Linked DNA regions of Mus musculus: all the other regions are linked to region 3. Evidence: chromatin contacts called from public HiChIP or PLAC-seq and promoter capture Hi-C data. All regions are on one chromosome and are shown on one strand. Each heading gives the region's core, a stretch centred on a gene start, on an enhancer-like site or on the middle of the called end of the contact. The rest is flanking DNA. Distances are from core to core; before and after follow the strand shown.

Region 1 (3,942 bases), core at 1,376-3,875, 1.0 Mb before region 3:
TTTCACAGGAAGCTCTAAAAGTGTCTAAACTCTCAGATATGTAAGAGAGAAGGCAAGTAGACAGGCAGGAACTACTGGCAGGTGAAGAGACTAATTGAAATGATGATTGCAATGGTCCTAAGAACTCCAAACTGAATTCTGGGCCCATTTAGTATAGCGTTAAATGATCCCTGTAGCCTGAAGTCTTTTCTAGATGGGACCAGTTCTCAATATTTTTTTTTTTTGGTGACTCTGAGTTCCTAGACTAGATGTTATAGTCAGTTTGCTTTGTCGTGGAAATTGGAATATATTTGTTCAGAAAACTTTTTGCTTCATAGAAGTGAAATTAAAAAAAAAAGTTTCAATGATTAATCTTGCAAGTCCATGAAAACGCATTCACCTAACATGACTCAGGGGACAAGGTTCAGCTGGAGCACAGGTGTGTTTGGGTTTAAATCAGTCTATTCTCGATGCAAATTATATTTCCTGTTTTCAGAGGTATAATTTGGGATTTTGTACAGGTGTTTGAAAATAGCATCAATATGATTCATGCAGAAATGATTCAGAACCACAAGGACTGAGCTGTCACCTGGAATTCATGCAGGTTACTAACAAATGGCTGGATGGATGAATCTGCTACTTTTCAAATTAAAATGAGGGCTCTAGAAGTAGAATTTGAAGCCTTTGATCCAAATTCCAGGTTGCTAGCTTGCTTCTGGGTTTGTTTTGACTTACTGCTATGCTGGACTTTTTGTTGCTGTGACCGCATGCCTGGTAGAAGCAACTTGAGAAGGATTTGTAGAGCCTGACAGTCTCAGAGGTCTCTGTTCACCACAGCATAGCACTGCGGCAGAGTCAAGAGCTTGCTCACACCACGGTAGTTGTGAAGGAGGGGGACCGGCCACTGGCTGGTTCCCTCCTTTTAGTCTATCCAGGACCCGACCACCAGATGGCGCTGTCCACATCCAGGGTAAATTCATCTTAAAAAAAAAAAAACACTCAGAGACCACTCATAGACAAAAACATGGTGCTTCTCAATCTAACCAAGTTGGTGGGCAAGATTAACAGTGATGGCGATGTCCTCTGTTCCCTGGACTCTTCTCCATGCACAGTGAGCGCTAGTTTGGGCTTAGGATGAACCCGATAGAAGAGCTTTACAGAAAAGATGGGAAGAGAGGAAACACGGACCACACAGGAAACAGAGCAGCAACCAGAGGATGGGGACCAGAGGAACTTCAGGTCCTGGGAAAATGGAACAGACATAGGAAGAGGAAGTTGACTGGTTCCACTAAGGATCAAGATGGATAATATTATGGTCATGATTACTATGGCAACATGGGATATGAATAGGCTCCATAATATATAACATATATCATAACATAATATATGTTAACAAAGTGTGCTAATGAAATAATGTCAGCCATACTACTGGCTGCAAGTTCCAGCTTTCTCTATACTTCTAGAACCTGCCTCAAAGGGTCCCTAAAGGGCTAGCACTTGCTGGCTGTAGCTCTTCTCAGAGGTTAGGTAAAGCTCTGTGGTACCTACCTTAAGAATATCAGAAATAATAATAATAACAATAATAATGATGATGATGATAATAATAATAATAATAAATTAGCAAGGTCTAGAGGATTGTGCCAGTAATCCCAGTACTTGGGATTACTGAGCCAGGAGGACTGACCACAAATTCAAGGCCAGTATGGGGCACCTAGTGCCCTTGTTACAGAACAGGACCCTGTGATAAGTAAAACAACCCCCCAGTCTTTGGTTCACCCAGTGCTAGGCGGAGGCTGTCTTTTGCAGTGGATGCCTTAGAATTCCCCATTTGTTGTTCAGACACCCAGGGCTTAGTAAGGAATATGAATATCTCTGTTAGAATCACTGCCTGAGTTCTGTTTCCAAATAGACTCTTAACTCAGAAATATGATTTCAAGAAAGACCCAAGCTGAACGAAACCCAGGGATGCCCTTAGTCACGACAGACAGGGCCATGAAGATAGCTGGCTTGGATTCTGGCTTTGGACATAAATGATGAATGTTGGATATGAATTCCTGGAGGTGAGTTTGTATTCTCAAGAGAAACCTGGGCTGCTAAGCCACGAGCAGGCCACCAACATAGGTGCTTAGCTTATGACTAGGACTCTCTGTCTGGAGACATTTCAGGCCTCCCCCACCCCCTTCTTCTCAGTTCCAGTGACAGCACAGAGAGGGGCTTCATAGATACCCATTGCGTGAAGGATATGTGGGCAAACCCACAGGGTTTGTTGAGCAATTGCACTTACAACAGTAAATGCTTTTGAAAATAAGCTTTCCCAGGAACTGAGCCAATAGCACAGGGAGGGGCATTGATGGATGCCCCAACATCCATAGCAGGTCAAGCAGGTACAAGTGGCCCCTTGGGATCTTTGGGACTCTAACGCCTGGTTCCCATCCAGAGTTGGTGCTTGTTGTAGCGCCTCAGCTTCAGCACAGAGCCTGGGCCTCCTCCCTCTGAGCTCCCTTAGGAAGGACCCGCTAACATTCTCTCCCTCTTTACCAGGCCTCCTGCTTCCCAGCGGCCTCAAGTTCTGGCGACTTATTCATTATTCATCTCTTTTCATCCTCGTGCTTGGGAGCAGGGCTTCCCTGCCCTGGGTTTAGTCCCATCTCTGGGCCGCTTGAACAATGGCAGGTAAGGCACTTCCTGCTCTGGCCAGGAATGGAATGAAAACGAATGCCAGACCCTGGTGTCCCGGGAGACCCCAGTGGGTTGACACCAGTCAAGGGCTCCGGTGTCAGGTGTCTGTCCTGATGCTGCTTTTGTTTGTCCCCTGCAGCAGCCTCGGAGGTGAGCGGTGAGCACACAGGAGACAAAACCGGGTAAGAAAGAATGGCTAACTCTTCCTTCCTGCACTCGGGAGAACCAGGCTGAAGCCATCAGATGTGCAGGGCACAGGGGAGCCTTTCTGCTTTTGCTTTATTTGTTTTTATCCTAAAGAAATTTCACACACACACACACACACACACACACACACACACACGCAGACCAAAATCATGTCAACTATTAAAATTAAGAGTTAAAATTAGTGAGGTTCAGTATATTTGATTTAAATGTGATTGAAAATGACTCCCTGTGTATTTAGCCCCCCCCCTTTTTATTTGATGCGTTCTTGTTTAAAAAAAAATTAAGCAACAGCTAGGAATTTTAATGCAATTCCATGTGAGTACTAAGCCTGTAAAATCATTTGCCATCTAACTAGATTTCTGGGTAAACAGTTTGTTCTTTACCCCTAACCGCCCATGTGTGTGTGTGTGTGTGTGTGTGTGTGTGTGTGTGTGTGTGTGTGTTGGCGCGCATGCATAGGGGAAAATGAAACACTGGGGATTGAACCCAGGGTCTTGTGACTGCTAGGCAAGTGCTCTTCTTGACACTAACCTCCCAGTCCCTTTTCTATCAGATCTCGTTGAGACAGATCTATGTGGCTCAGGCTAGCAAGGAACTTACTATATAGTTCAGGCTGGTCTCAAACCTTCCACCCTCTGCTTCTGCCTCCCAAGGGCTGGTGTGTTCCGTAATGGCTCAGCCCTGCTGCTGTCAGACTCAGAAATTTCCAAGTTTCTGTTCTTCAAGGCTGTTTGCAATCATCCTCCCTGAGTGATACTGAGAGGCCGTGTTCAAGAGAGCCACAGTCAAACCTCTGCTGAGCTCGACTCCTGTTGCTTAGACCTTGGGCGCTCATGCGCTTCTCTGGGTGCTCAGATGAGATAATGCAGAGTTTTGCTCTGTAGCACAAAATGTTTGGCCTGCAATGAGTCCCATGACATATCCCAAGCATAGGGAAAGGATGGAAGTCTCCTTTCTGATTGCTATAGGCTATATAGCACCCATCCCCACCTTCCCCACTTCCTGTTCCACCAAGGCCGAGGAACAACAGGCTTGTGGAGGGTGGGTCACATCTTTAAGATGGTCATGGTGAGAGCG
Region 2 (3,703 bases), core at 61-2,560, 1.3 Mb before region 3:
CAGCGTTTCAGACTGCACGCTTCCTCTAAAGCAGCAGTTTCTCAGTCTGTGCATCTCAGCACCTTTGGGGGTCGAATGAGGGTCGCCTAAGACCACTGGGAAACACAGATATTTAATAATAATAATTTAAGCATAATTCATACAATTATAATCATGAAGTAGCACAGAAAATAATTTTATGGTGCGGGTCGCCACAACATAAGGAACTGTATGTAATAAAGGGTCACAGCACTAGGGAGATTGAGAACCACTGTTCGAAAGCATCTCTCCTCAATACACAGCAGTTTTTCCAAGTGGAGCAATTCAGAAAGAGGCTGAGAGAAGCCAGTTTGAATCAGTCAGCTTGCAGAGGAGTTTGGGCCAGAACACCTGTGTTGAACCATCGAGGCCAGAGTTCAGAAAGAACTAGAAAGGGTGAGCTTATTCAGCAGTAAGCCTCCAAGACAACAGTTACATCTGGTGAATAAAAATTACTTTTACAATGTCCTTGTGTATGAATCAAATTTCCTAATGTTCCCACTGACCAGATTGTGTCTATCCTAGGGTGCAGGGTGGGGGTAGGGTGCTATTGCTACAGAACTCAAGCAAAACGTGAAGATAGTTCAAATTTCCAAGAATCTATTAGTTACCATGACAACAATTAAACTTGTGGAAAGACTTTGTTTTTAGAAGTCCTACTTGCTCACATCTTTGAAAAAAAATCAAATCTTAGGTCACTTTAATTGGTCACTTTAATTACCTCATTATCATTTTTTTTTTTTTTTTTACATTATCAAAGCATTTGACTAGGGGAGAATTTTAACTTTAGCGTGGAAAGAACTGAGGTTTTTCCGTGAGCTTTAGAAAAGATTACTCAGCAGGTCTGCAACATTATAAAGATTTTGATAGGTCAATAACATTTCCAAACGGCATTCCAAAATTTATTCAACGAATTACAAAGCTTAAGTGCCCCGAGTGTCTGACGAGTTACAGCTGGGGTAAGGCTCTAACTGCTGCCTTTTCTACCCCTATTCTACTCCTAGTCTATTCTTTCTACTGCTACGCTCCCCTAGTCCTCTTTCCTTTTTCCACTCATTCACCTGAAGGCCAACCTGCCTAACTTCCAAGGATGCTTGCTGGGACTGCTTTCGACTTGGTTAAAGCCCATTTCAAAAGGCAACCGAAGCCCTCACTTTGTCACCCTATGCTGGGGTTCTAGAAACAACAACCCCAGCTCCGGCACGGGCCAAGGCAGCTCACCTTGGCTTTCCTTCGCCTGCCCGGAGCGCCGTCCAAAGCGCACCTGCATCTTTAACAAAGCTGATCCCGCGAGTCCAGAGCAGGTGATACTACTTCCAAGCTGAAGTCAGCTACTGAGCGATAACTAAACCATTTGGTTGTTTAGCAACCACGCCGGAAGTGACGTCAGTCTCCAATCCAGGAACCAGGAAGGAGCCCTGTCCGCGGCTGAACCGAGGCCCGAAGCCCGGGTGTGCGCGTGCGCAGTGCAGAGCAGTGGGCGAGCCGGCGCTAGCAGTTCACCGGCTGCGTAAGGCACGAGAACCAACCGGCCGACGCTGGTGCTGATGCTGGCGGCCCGCTGCGACCCAGGCCTGGGTCAGTGAGGAGCCCTCGGTCCCGCTCGGCCGCTGCCGCTTTTCTCACTCGCTGCGCTAGTTTGGAACCGGCCGGTGTGCGAGTCGAGGCCCAGGCTGGGTGCGAGCTTCTACTCTGCGCCCCGCTGGCTGAGGTGAAGGACAGCCCTTTGACCACCGAGCCACAAGGATTAAAGGACAGAAAAGGTGTTTTTAAATGATTTGATTTATGAGGCATAGTCAGGACTATATGAGACCCTGTCAGTTGTTACGTAGGACTATTAAAACTTGAATGTTGTCCCCAGAACATTCGCGTTGATACCTTTAACATACATTAAACTGCTTGGTAAATAACTTGTAATTAGTGTACTTCGGGAACCAGTCAGTCTCTAATGACACAAAAAGTGGACTGGCACTTGATCTCAGCAGAGGCTCTCCTGACATATCGCTGTACAGCTGATTTCATTACTAAATTAAAGGAAGTGCGACTTTCAATAATGAACGTTCTAATGCATAGTTGTGCTATCTCTCCTCAGGTTTTCTATCAGAGATGTTCCACTGTAATAATGCTGGTAAGTATGGAAGGATTAATAAAAATTTCTGGAGACGGAACTTTTGTGTACTTGTGCTAAGCGAGTTGAAAGCTCCGCAGGGCTGGAAAGGTCAGGGATTGAACTGTCTTTGTAGGCCAACAGCCGCTTGCATAGTTTGTGAGGGAGCACGACGCCTAGCGAGAGATCGGTGAATTACACAGTGCTAGCTGCATCCCCAGCAAATTGTACCTTTCTCTTCCTAAGGCCCTCTTCCCACAAGATAACGCAGAGTGAGCAGGAAGTTCCTTCACGGGACAGAAACTCTGAGCTGAGGGACCTCACCACAAGGGACAACACAGGTGCCCTTTAACCTGTTCACTCTAGAGTTATCCTTGAAGCAACTGGGGCAGAGTATATAACTTAGAAGGCAGAAGCTGTGTAGACCACGTCTCTCAGTGAAAATTATCAGGAGTTTTACCAAATTAGTTACAAGTATTGAACCTCATAAAATATCTCAGTAACGTTCTCATATGGTCTTATATTTCAAATAGGGTCTCATATTTGACTTGAAACTCCCGATTGCAAGTGCCTTTTCCATACAAGTTGGTCTAGAACTAGTTTTTTTTTTTTGGGGGGGGGGTTGGGTTTTTTTTTTGTTGTTGTTGTTTTTTTTTTTTTTTTTTTTTTGTCTCGAAGCTCTTTTGCACCCTAATTGGAAACAGAATTTAAATGACTATTGAGATATTTTAAAAACAAAATCAGAAACAAACAAACAAAAACCCACAAATGACAATTAAACCACTCATTAAGATCTGGCCACTGTCCATAAACCATTTTATGCGTGCTATACTTAGTTATGTGTATGTTTGTATATGTGTTTGTGTGAGAGTAAGTGCACATGATTGAAGGTGCCCAAAGAGACTAGGGCTGTCAGACCCCCCTGGAGCTTCAGTTACAAGTAGTGATAAGCCACCAAAACTTGGATCTTCTACAAAAACAGTCAATGTTCTTAACTGCTCAGCTGCCTCTCCAGCCCCTTATTTATTTACTTCTTTGGGGTGTATGTGTGTGTGTACTCGAATGTAACAGCCATGGCATCTAGAGACATTAAGTCCCCTGGAGCTAAAATTGTCCCACCTGACTTGGGTTCTGAGAAGAGCAACATGGGCTCTTACCCAGTGAGCCATCTCTCCAGCCCTGAGAATACTGTTTTGATTTTGTTAATAAAATGTGTTACTGTGTGTGTATTGAGTGAGTGTGATGGTGTACTAGTCAGACGGCAAGCATTTGGAGTCCTCTTCCCCTGTGGGGGTGTCTTGAGGATCTCACACTGAACTTGTCAGACTCGTTCAGCAAGGGGTTCCCCATCCTCTCTGCTCACTGGCCCTCTTCACACTGCACACTTGACACTGCGTAACCGAAGCTGCGTCCAACAGTGCAGCATTATGTCTGCCTCAGCCTCCTGAGTGCTGGGATTACTGGTCTGGTTTTCAAATTTTCAAACTTTAGTAAAAGAGTTCCCTGGTAAATTGACATTGTTAAAAGTTGGTCTGTGAACTTCCTTAAGTTTTGTAGATTTCTATTTTAAGTACATCA
Region 3 (3,769 bases), core at 1,041-3,540:
ACATAGCTCTGCTTCACTTAGTTCACAAAAAGCCTGGTTATTATAGTTGCACAAAAGCTACATAGGGTTTTATATATGGTTTTATATTTGCATACATTTAACATACCAAAAATACTTTAACAATGAAAGACTCTAGGTTGGATTCTGGTTTGAGACATTCTGTGGTGGGTAACTAGGAGCCACTAAGAATGATGTGACAGCTTTGTGCATTAGTGAAATCACTCTCTAAAAGGCTGCGGCAGGTTGGGAATCGAGAGTCTCCAAGTGTAGGCAGGAAGAACAATCAGAAGGCTAATTAATAATGGGATAGAAAACAGGAAGGCATAAAACTACTGGGATGAAAAGACTGGACAGAAATAGAATCAAAAGTACTTGGTTGTGGGAGAGGCAGAGATGGTCTAATGACTCTCCTTAGGGATCCCAGTGGTAAGATCAATAGCACAGGAAGGGAGCATTCAGAAGGCCGGGTAAGAATGGGGACTGCCCAAGCCGTGAATATTGTGCAGTCCCTCAGCCAGCTCACTGGCTGTCGACTGTGAGGAAAGAAACCACTTACTATGATGATTTAGGGGCCAAGCTTGATGCCTCGTGGAAAAACCTGAAAAACACTGAGAGGCAACTGGCCTTGAAGTACCACCCTGGTAAGAGTGGACGTGAAGGAGAAGCAAGTAAACAGTCTTCTCAAGCGCACAGAGTTTCCAGAGGTTAAGCATTCAGACCTGGGAGAAACTGGGGGGACTTTGGTCCAAACCAAGAAAGACAGCGCCATTACAGTAGAGCAGCAAGTGAGGGGCATGGCCCTCATGTCTGAATGGGTGGTCTGCATCCAGTTGTTGGGACTTAATATGTTAAAGTGAATGCGCGGAAGGTATGATCACAATATGCCCACTACTTGCTACTGTTTTTGTGGTAATAGTGGAGCATAGTGGCATCTTAGAAGTCATGTGAAAAACAAGCACAGAAACCAAAGCTCAGCCATGGTGGGAGAGCACAGAAAGACAAGAGCTGCGACAAGAAAGACAAAAAGGAAATGATGAGTGCAATTCAGCAATGATTTGCATTTCGCTTCAGCCAAAGAAAATCCAGCTATATTTTTCTGGGTTCCAGCATTTCAGTGACAGCTGCATTCATGAATGACCAAATTAACTATTGTGGAGCTTTCTAAAAATATACAAAGCACTCACTCCACCGTATGCTATAAGCAGGTCATGAAATATCAGGGGGGGAAAAAAAAAACCTCCAACAAAACAACCAAACAAACAAACAAAAAAGCCAGACCCCGAAGGAAATGCATCAAGGGTATAAGAGTTTTCCATTTAAAACAACAAAATGAAACGGCTAACGTTTGATCCAGCACATCCATCCTGTACTGTACTTCTGTCGATCAGAAAGCTGGTGTGCTTACTGACTTTTTCTTTAAGCACTTAAGATCACGGAGTGGCATGCCAAGTCTATTAAGTCTATGTGGGAGATGCAGACACCACACTAAAGGGGTTTACAATGAGGTTACGGGTCGCATTTGGTATACAGTTACGGAAATTTTTAGTATGTTAGTAATTTTGAACACGCAGGCTGAGCTAGTTCACAGAGAATGTTATTTTTTACTTAGAGAAGTCAACCTGGATTATCTTAGGCAGTTCAATAAGAATGCAAACATTTCATATTTTATTCCCTATAAGGGGGAAAAATGGAAGGAGGAAGAAAACACAGCAATTACCACAAAACCAGTCAGGGTCCCCGCTGGCCACACAAGGACGAGCCTTTGGGAAGGAGAAATTCAATCCTACTTTGATGGGAAAAACAGCAACTTTCACCACTAATTACCATACAAAAGCATAGTGGTTACACAACTAAATGTTGAAGTCAACCTCATCCACAACGTCCCAAGTGCGGCTGAGGGAAAGCCACGGGGCGTACCTTTGGAGGGTCCCACTGGCCACAACGCCCCTCTGGACGCGTGGCCAGAGCCTTGCAGGGCCAAAGGAGGGGTTGGCAGTCGTCCCACGACCAGGGCAGAAAGGGACTGCTTCCTGGGACACACAGGTGAAGCGACACCACCAGGTGGCTGCACAGCACCCACCAAAGCTATCCAGGTTTACCGCGTGCAGCCCGGAAGGCTACCCGACCCACTGCGCAGCCCTACGGCGCAGCCTATTAGGGCCAGGAGAGGCGGGCTAGGGGCAGGGAGGGGTGGGGCGGGGCCAGGCCAGCCCTCGCTCTGCCTGACGGGAATTGTAGTTCTGAAAAAGAAGCCATAGGGGCGGAAAAGGCCAAGGGGACTACATTTCCGGGAGAGGGAGTGGATACGGAGGGCCGCGAGGTGCAGCGTTAATCCCGAGAGCAGAAAGAAGGGCCAGGAAGGCGCCGTTGATTCTGTTCCTTTGCGTCAAATCCGTGTGTCGCTACCTCTTGATCTCTGCCCCGAGTCCCCAGCGCGGGGTCCCGCGTCAGCCTTCCTTTGAGGTTCGCAGGTGGCGGCTGCCACCCCTCGCGGAAGTGAGGGGCGCGCCCCTCCTGGGCCCTGCGGACCCCTAGTCTCCATGGGCCGGACCCGGAAGGCCAATGTGTGCCGCAGGCTGAGTCGCCGGGCTCTGGGCTTCTATGCACGCGACGCAGGCGTGGTGCAGAGGACGAACCTGGGCATCCTGCGGGCGCTGGTGTGCCAGGTGACGCCCGCCGAAGTCGGGGTGCCCGGGGTCCAACCTCCTGCCGGGCTGCAGTTTTTTACGCGCTCTGATACCCCTTTGAGGGTCTTACGTGGGGAGGGGCATCCGTGTCCCGCAATTAGGGTATTAGAAAATAGGTACTCAGGTCCGCCGCCTGGCGTAGTTTTTAAAAAGCTTCTTTTGCCTTCCTGCAAACAATCGATTCAAAACTTGGGCATCCAACTAAACCGACATCTATGGGCAGAGGGAGAAAAAAAAAAAAAAAAAAGGAGAAACAATGTACTTTAAAACTGTAGATTTCAACTACCCACCGAAAATGGTTCCATAGCAGGGGACTGAGTTCTTTCCTAAACTGAAATTCTTTGTGTCTTTCAGGAGAGTACTAAATTTAAGAATGTTTGGACAACTCATTCCAAGTCACCTATAGCCTATGAGAGAGGAAGAATATATTTTGACAATTACCGGTGCTGTGTCAGCAGGTAAATTCTTGGTGATGATTTTTTTTTTTTTTTGCTATAATCCACCTGACCCTAGTTTTTATAGAACCACGTGGCTTCTTTAGTACTTAGTGAAATTGGAAGATGAAAAAAAAAAAAAAAATGAGTCCATAATAAAACTAGGTGGAAAATGCATGTGATCTTAAAAACTCGTTAAGTCTAAAGTTTCGGACTTCATCTTTGTAAATACTTTTATTTCACACAAAATTATAGCACAGGCAAAATAATACGTTTCTCAGCACAGTTTGCTGTTTTATACCCATTTAAAGATCAGAGTCCAGAAAATGGGTTGTGAAATAATTAGATGCTGCTTAGGAGACAGGCATTTTGTTTTAGAAGTACTTTTTTTTTTTTCCCAAGAGAAAAAAAATGTTCAAACAAAAGTATAGTATTTGTAGATAAATAGTATTTAACAGCCAGCCTCCATCCATTCAAGGTCAGACTGAAGAGAACGACACAGTGAATTGATGCTTCCATGCCCGTCACCTGGATTAAGGGATTATGGAATTGCCGCTCTTTATCTTTCACTTTGCATCTGTAAGAATTATGGGCATTTTTCTGTGTGCCAAGCTTCAGTGGTGTTGTTCCTCCGGAGCAAATCACCTT

What was found. Promoter capture Hi-C pulls out the DNA fragments that hold promoters and counts their contacts. HiChIP or PLAC-seq counts read pairs in DNA pulled down with a chosen protein or histone mark.
Region 1: a contact with region 3 is called in an H3K27ac HiChIP or PLAC-seq map of embryonic stem cells, with 5 times the contacts expected there. The contact joins the promoter of Myo3b here to the promoter of Dcaf17 in region 3. A contact is called at or near these places in 3 of 39 promoter capture datasets (embryonic stem cells, hippocampal neurons and liver) and 1 of 115 datasets of contacts at active chromatin or transcription factors (embryonic stem cells).
Region 2: a contact with region 3 is called in a promoter capture Hi-C map of pre-B cells, with 4 times the contacts expected there. The contact joins the promoter of Ccdc173 here to the promoter of Dcaf17 in region 3. A contact is called at or near these places in 2 of 39 promoter capture datasets (liver and pre-B cells), 1 of 484 Hi-C or Micro-C datasets (B cells) and 1 of 9 other capture datasets (embryonic stem cells).

What each region holds. Positions count from the first base shown.
Region 1 is chr2:70,036,501-70,040,442 of GRCm38.p6, forward strand. Myo3b (myosin IIIB) reads left to right here and starts at 2,626. Exons shown (of 35, transcript NM_177376.4): 1 at 2,626-2,652; 2 at 2,798-2,840. The coding sequence starts at 2,646.
Region 2 is chr2:69,788,176-69,791,878 of GRCm38.p6, forward strand. It overlaps Ccdc173 (coiled-coil domain containing 173), which reads right to left and starts at 1,311. Exons shown (of 9, transcript NM_001077684.1): 1 at 1,240-1,311. The coding sequence starts at 1,288. Phospho2 (phosphatase, orphan 2) reads left to right here and starts at 1,562. Exons shown (of 4, transcript NM_028521.2): 1 at 1,562-1,781; 2 at 2,111-2,146.
Region 3 is chr2:71,053,454-71,057,222 of GRCm38.p6, forward strand. Dcaf17 (DDB1 and CUL4 associated factor 17) reads left to right here and starts at 2,291. Exons shown (of 14, transcript NM_001165980.1): 1 at 2,291-2,666; 2 at 3,042-3,145. The coding sequence starts at 2,541. Mettl8 (methyltransferase like 8) reads right to left here and starts at 2,153. Exons shown (of 10, transcript NM_145524.3): 1 at 1,918-2,153.